Regions from separate parts of the Zea mays genome. Here region 2 is linked to region 1. A link is a contact called in public Hi-C data. All regions are on one chromosome and are shown on one strand. Each heading gives the region's core, a stretch centred on a gene start, on an enhancer-like site or on the middle of the called end of the contact. The rest is flanking DNA. Distances are from core to core; before and after follow the strand shown.

Evidence for each region. Hi-C and Micro-C count contacts between places; a contact is called where the count stands out from the background.
Region 2: a contact with region 1 is called in a Hi-C map of leaf, with 2.0 times the contacts expected there. The contact joins the promoter of LOC100285434 here to the enhancer-like site in region 1. A contact is called at or near these places in 3 of 25 Hi-C or Micro-C datasets (endosperm, leaf and tassel).

What each region holds. Positions count from the first base shown.
Region 1 is chr8:85,515,765-85,519,493 of Zm-B73-REFERENCE-NAM-5.0, forward strand. No RefSeq gene overlaps it. Among protein-coding and RNA genes, the nearest start is that of LOC100272801, 16 kb to the left of the region's middle. Within about 2 kb of position 1,842, at least 17 of the 20 cell types and tissues checked have an H3K27ac peak or open chromatin away from gene starts, as enhancers often do. A contact at or near this core is called in endosperm, leaf and tassel, where this site is marked.
Region 2 is chr8:85,625,398-85,629,126 of Zm-B73-REFERENCE-NAM-5.0, forward strand. LOC100285434 (ankyrin like protein) reads left to right here and starts at 1,999. Exons shown (of 7, transcript NM_001158327.1): 1 at 1,999-2,278; 2 at 2,848-3,265; 3 at 3,652-3,729. The coding sequence starts at 2,095.

The DNA of each region.
Region 1 (3,729 bases), core at 592-3,091:
ATCGAAAATGTCTTGTCTTTTCCTCAATGCATTCACGAGGGAAATTCGTTTTAAGTTGGTGATTAGGCAGGCCCCATGATGCATGATGCTGCAGTGAATATAGTGGATCATCTCATGGCTCGGTGAAGGGCTTTATGCTGATAAACAAACTTCTTGTTAGAACTTCTATGGACTCTAAGCTCCTCAAATAATGAAATCTAAGGTCAGAAACTTCCATTCTAAAAACTCATCAAGTTTTTCTAACTTTCTTTACACGAGATGTGAGCTTTTTGCATCAATGCTTTGTTTTCCTTAGCTATTCTTTATTAGCATGAATCTCTATCTATTCTTTTGGGAAAATTAAAAATCATTAACGGGGCGTTTGGATCCCTTCATTTTAGAGGAATTGGAATTCACTCAATCAAATAACCTATTTAGTATAGAATTTGAGATTCCACCACTTTCCAAAGTTCAGATATAAGTCTATCTTAAATTCATGGGGTGGAGGATGGAAAATGATTTTATGCATTAGTAGAATTTGTTTCTACTCTGTAACTTACATGACACTCTTCGTCTCACTCCTCTATAGTAAAAATGTAGCACATAAATATCTCTGACATCTTGTTAATAATATTATACAAATATATTTTGCATAAAATCGAATTAGCTTAATTGATATATGCCTAAATTACTATTATTAGAATGGAATTCAATTCCAATGATCCAAAATGGGGAATAAAAGTAAATGGAACTAGGAGGAGTGAATTACAATTTTTACTCAATGAACTCGAGAATAACATCTAAAAAAAGTAACTATTACATATCAAGATAGAACATGCATAGGGTTTTGTAAGTGGTTTGTTGTGGACCTTAGCTTTTAAGCGATCCATCGCTCTGCGTTCGTTCAATCGTGTTAGAAAATATGTAAAACGAAGGCCGCAAAGATAGGTATTTTTAATAGTTTAGTTAAATGATTTAGGAACCTATGACCCTTTAGTTCTTTTCTATTTGTCGCGTTTTAGTTTAAAAATGAACTAGCGAACGATAAATATTTAGAACGTAGGTAGTAATAATTATGTATATTAAAATTTTATCACGTGCAAAGGGGTTGGTGGGTTGGTACGTACGATTTTAGTCAAAAGTAGAAGCCGTTTAACATATCACCAGTTGCATAGTGGTGGCGGCATACAAATAGCAAACACGGTCAAAGTGGTTGGAGTAGGTCACTAACAGTTTAGTTGAGGCTCTGATCTTCTGTCGCGGGAAAACACTAACTCTGTCTAATTTTTTTTGGATTTAAATTTTAAGATGAACTATATTTCTATACAATGTTATTAGTTTTTTATTCTATATAGATACACTACAAAAATGTATTTTCTGATTAGTTTAATGATATTAATGAAATGTTAGTACTTTTTCTTAATAGATTTAAATAAATTTACAAATCGCCGTTTGACTCTAAAAGGAAAGAGAATCGATTCCTCTAAGAAACAAGGGAGTAGTATGCTAAACATAAACAGAGAGTTGACACGGGGAGCAAAATTTGTTTTGTCCCGTCTTAGCAGCATGATGTGCAAGTAACATGAGTCTACCTACCCTGCTGCTTCGGCTTGTTGCCCCGCATCCTCTGCTTTTTTGTGCAGGTCAAATTTGCACTGCTGCTTTGGTTGAAGCACAACTGCTTAAGAAAGTCTTAACGGAGGTTACGGAGCTGTTAGGAAAATGACTATCGGGCATGGAGCAATGACACCGACACGTCGTTGTGTCACCGGGCCTTGGTGCGCCTGCCTGCACTGCAAAAGGTCCACGTACGTCGTACAGGAGCCTCCACGTCCACACGCGGCGTTTGGGCGCCTGCAGCTCTCCACGTTGTGAGTAGCCGCGCCGCAGCAAAAGGGTCCCGTGGCGCGAGCTCGACCAGCCCCCACCAACCCCCCCGTCGCCGTTGGCGTCGTGTGCCGTTCGCCTCACCTACCTACCGGTCCGCCCTCCCGTTCGCCTCACCTACCGACCCTCCCTCGTGTTGACGGCCGGCGCCCATTTAAATCGGCGCGCCCCCTCTCTGCTGGCATGCCGGATTAAATAAACTAGAACACAGGGTTAAAGGTACCGTTTTGGACCGAATTTCGCCCCACGACGAAAACAGGAGATAACGGAATTTCGACCGGTTTACGATTTCAAATTTAACTAACCGGATTTCTCTACCTTTTGACCGAATTTCGGTGATTTTTGATCGGGTAACGGAGTTTGGTTAGGAAAAAAAAAATTTTGGTAGAATTTGTCTGTATTTTATTTAAGTCATGTTGCACAATGAATAACAATATATTCATAAATAATTTGATGTACAAAAACACATAAAACATAATTATGCAAATAGCAACCGCAATTTGGTCACGTCGATCTACTTGTTTTAACTAACAAAACTATATATACAAGCTATTCGTTTGGCTTTAATCCGAAACGGCTTCTACTATTTTCTTACAGCTGCAACACTCCGCCCAGCTGGCATTAATCCGAAGCGAACAACTAGATAACCTAGCTTGATCTACTCGTTCTGTAACCAACACTAAGCTCCTTAACACCATGAAACATATGGAGTACACTAAATAATTGATTCTACAACTATTTAACCATATAAGCACCGAGATCCACTGTTGGACCGTCGAGAAATGCTGCAACCCGAGTGAATCTCACCGCTTTGGGAGCGGTTTCCACGCCGCCGCCGTGTGGACCCAAGAAAAAATAGCGGAGCAGAGAGTGAATGAGCTCATGTAACTACACAACAGTGTGAAACGCCATGTATCCCATTTTATAATTTTTTGGGTTAATGGGTTTAAAACAATATTTATTTTGTTTTTATGCCTAGAGACGAAATTTTGAACTTCAAATAATTTTTGTGTTGCTGGGACCATATAATTTTTTATAGAAAATTTTCCCCACTAGAGCCATATTAATAAAAAATTGATTTTTTTGGTAGAACACAATCAGGAGTTCTAATCAGTTATCTTGGTGGAGGAAAGCTTCTTCCAAGGTTACCAAAGGCAAAAGAAAAGGCTTCACTAGTTTTATGAAACATATGTGTGTTTGATGGTGCTAGGCCTTGCCTCTACCCTAGTGGAGGAATTCAATATTAAGCTGTAGCTTTGGTTTTTGGCATGAGCCAAGAGCATGTGCTGTTAGAAAATTAGACATTATTAGTTTTAATTTAATCCAGAAAACCAATGTGATGTATGTGACGACATGTATGTGCATGTGTGTATGACTACTCGCATAAGCAGTAAAAAACAGTAAAACATACACAATTACGAAGAAAAGAATGTACGGCGGAGGGACCGATGCTCAAGGCATCAGTGACTCCATTCCCACGAGACATCTCGTGTGTATGTTCGATGTAGTCGTACGCAGTCTATGTAGGCAGATGTACGCAATGCAGTCCCTCTGTTGGTCACTTGTTCTCGAATGCTGTGAATCAAGAACAAGGCAACACAATTGTTAAGTATTAAGGACCTTCGCCTTCCAAAGCATTATCTCTCCATGGACATAATGATCATCAGACGAAGGTCATGAAAGACATGCTTTCATCATCTTATAAAAAAACAAGAATACATAGAGATGAAAAATAACTAGTATAACTCATTGATTCATTCATATTTGTATTTCATAGAATATGCAAGGGTATTAACAGAATCTATATTACATTGATACCTTCGGCTTGCTCGAAGGTGTTGACGTGAAAGTGATTATAGTCCA
Region 2 (3,729 bases), core at 749-3,248, 110 kb after region 1:
CCTCCTCTTCTTCACCAAAGGACGATGACGATTTCTCTACAAAGAAAAAGATGGTTAATCAAAATCATTCTTTTGATTACTCTCGTATTCCATACAATTCAAATGCTCCTTTATTATCCATTCCACTTGGCAAGCCCCTCACTTTTATGGGGAAGGTTACTCTTTTTGGAGTCATAAAAGGCATAATCATTTATTTTCTCTTCATCCTAGTATTTGGGAAGTGGTAGAAAATGAAATGAATTTTGATAGTAATGATAACGTCATATTTATCAATGAGCAAATTCATAAAAATGCTTAAGCTACTATTGTTTTGTTAGCACCTCTATGTAGGGATGAATACAACAAGGTTAGTGGCTTGGACAACACCAAACAAATATGGGATACCCTCAAGATCTCTCATGAGGGAAATGATCACCAAGATGAAGTTGGTGGAAGGAGAGCTGGGGAGATTTACCATAAAAAGGGGAGAGGAGCCAACTGAAACGTACAACAGGCTCAAGACCCTGGTGAACAAGATATGAAGCTATAGAAGCACAAGATGAACGGATCACGACGTCGTGCGCGTCATGTTAAGGTCATTTACTGTAATTGATCCTCATCTTATCAACCTTATTCGTGAAAACCCTAGGTACACCAAAATGTCGCCCGAGGAAATACTTAGTAAGTTTGTAAGCGGGTAAATGATGGTGAAAGAAGCAAGGTACGTTGACGACATCGCCAATGAACCTCTTCCTCTTTATGAGTCGCAACTCGTTGCACTCAAAGCAACGACCAGCATGGCGTTGCTACCAAAAAGGTAGCATAAGTGGAGGCTGCCGAACTTAATGAGGAAGAAATGACGCTTGTAATAAAGCGCTTCAAAACTGCATTGAAGGGACGCAAGGACTACCCCAACAAGAACAAATCAAGCGGAAAGCGTTCGTGCTTCGAATGTGGTAAGACTGGTCATTTTATTGGCTATAAACCAGTCATTAACATTGTTAGGTATTCGGTGCTCTTACCAAAAGCTCCACTAAAAATGTCTAATGCTTATATAAGTCAAAGAGCTCATTTTACATGCTCTCCAAGTGCCTTGTCTAGTATGCTATATGGTGCCACATCGGACACATCTAGTGCACTATAGAGTTGAACACAAATTTGACATGCTGTCACGGTTCCATATCTAATGGGCCATCTGGTGATGCACCTAACACGTCTAGTGAGGCATATTCGTTGCATAACAGACTCCATTGTGCTTGGTTGAAAAACTGTGCAATGTGTGTGAGCCTTACATCTATTTAGTGCACCATCGAACATGTCTGATGCCTTCTGAAAAACTGCACTAAGAGGACTTTCATCTTTTCTTAAGCATGCTAACTCTTAAATGTTTTTACCGAACACATGAGAGGATTGTTAGCATTTTTAAAATGTTTTTAAACATTTTTGCTTGCTCTCACATGTTACTTAGGCCTATATTTGATGCATATGATTTCAGAACTTAGTGGCACTAGTTGACTGAGTTGTCTAATTATACTCCCCTTTTAATAGTACAATAATCTATCCTTAATCTGATCATAGACTATTGCATCTTGACCGATGAAACAAAATACCCTAACTTATACATTTGTCTAGAGCCCTTAGAAAGCTCCATGTGTGATTTTGTTAATTGAGGACTACCCTCAACTCTAGGTATTGTGAATGAGATAGGTTAAGCCCTCTAGTGTCTCATCTCGTCTCTATAATTTTAAGGGATAGCTGGTAATATCACTGAGATAGTTCTATTTTAATCTCTGGCCCTTAATTAAACAAACTTATGCCGGGGTCGTCCCATCCCATTTTATCCCATCATTACAACCAAATGCACCAGTGGAGTTTGAGGTAGGGATGATTTGGTTACGTGGGTTTTGTAAATTTTAAAATGGTGAATTATATAATGATATAGATGTCAACAAAATGGTGTGTAGGGAAAAAATTCGGACAAGTAACATTATATAACCATGTAGTATTTGTAATGGACTTGTAAATTCTTATAATAGCTTACAGGGAAAAGACTCTTCAATCTGAAGCAAAATGTACCGGGAATGTTGAAGAGCGGGACTCTTAAGCAGTAGTGAGATGCGGCGGTGGTGGTCGCCGGCGTTGGCGGCTGTGGAGCCGCGGTCCGTGCAGCTCCTGCTCCTGGGCGTCGCTCTCGTCGCAGCTTCTTTCTACGCCGGCACCCTCTTCGGCTCCTCCGCGTCCCCTGCGCTCGTACTGCCCCCTTCGCGCCCCCGATCGCCCGATTCCTTCAGGGCCAAAGGTGCCTAGCTTCATCTCTCTCCGAGCGTTTGACACCGTCGCGATCCGCCGAAGGATAGCATTTCCCAGTCCACTTCGTCCAGGCTTCTTAGAAAATCTGGCTTATGGTTCCTTGCTATGTTTGAAATTTGAGTGGCGGATTCCGATTTATTGTTGCAGGTTTCGTGTTGACGCTCCTGCATCGTTAGTAAAGGGGCGCTTGTTAGGCGATTGGTTCTAGCGGTTTACTCTCTATACCTTATTTGAGCAGACGGTAGTTTGCAGGAATAGTTTGATTGAGATTTGGGACCCGCTTTCTGCCAGCAACAAAGGATTAGGTTACTATAGTGCGGGCTAGTATGTTAAAAAATAATTCATAATTCTCCAAGAACTAGGCCTTAACCCATTTCAGTAGGTGCTATGCCTGAACTTTGTTTTTTTATTGTTTCTCTTTGCAGTTGCAGCAACTTATGTTGATACTAGAGTGCTCATCTGTCTACTTGTCCCATCCTCCTAGCTTACCATATCAAGATGCCTTGTATTTTTCATTATGTTTCCATGCCAATTTGGTGAAATCTGTTTTGTTTTCAGTTACAGATGTTCCAGTGTTTACCAACAGAGTTTCTCGTACGTACCGGGCAAAATCAGTGACAGTTCCAGATCACGGAGTTGATGTGTGTCCTTTGGAATACAATGAGTATGTCCCCTGCCATGATGGAGCCTATATAAGCAGCTTGAAGAGCCTGGATACATCTAGGCATGTGGATCTTGAAAGTATTTGTCCTCCATGGGAGAAGCGGTTGTTTTGTTTGGTGCCCCCTCCAAATGACTACAAGATACCAATAAGATGGCCAACAAGCCGAGACTACGTATGGCGTAGTAATGTCAACCATTCACATCTTGCTGAGGTCAAAGGAGGACAGAACTGGGTGCATGAGAAGGGCAAACTTTGGTGGTTTCCTGGAGGTGGCACTCACTTCAAACATGGTGCATCAGAATACATAGAGAGGTAACTAAATTTTTTGCCTAACTCACATCCCACGTTGTAACAAATAAGCTTGATAGTTGTATACTAGTATTATTATCTCCTATGGCCATTAATGCATATAATATGCAATCCAATGCTTGTTACCTCATCTAGATGATTGTCAGATGTGATGCCTTATAGGCTTGTAGCAAATGTTGAATGTTATTAATTTTGATCTAGCATTGTATATTCTTTAGCAAACAACCTATTAGGAGCATTCCCTTGAGTAATTAGGAACGAAGAGTATGTGCAGTGAAGGGACATAATTTGGAGCAACAATTAGTTATATATGATTTTGTTCTACTACCTTCTTTTTATTTTCTAAAAGGATTTTCTGTTTATGTAGTTTTTGTAATTGATCAATGCAGGCTAGGAAATATGATGACAAATAGTACTGGTGATCTTCGTTCTGCCGGAGTAGTTCAAGTTTTGGATGTTGGATGTGG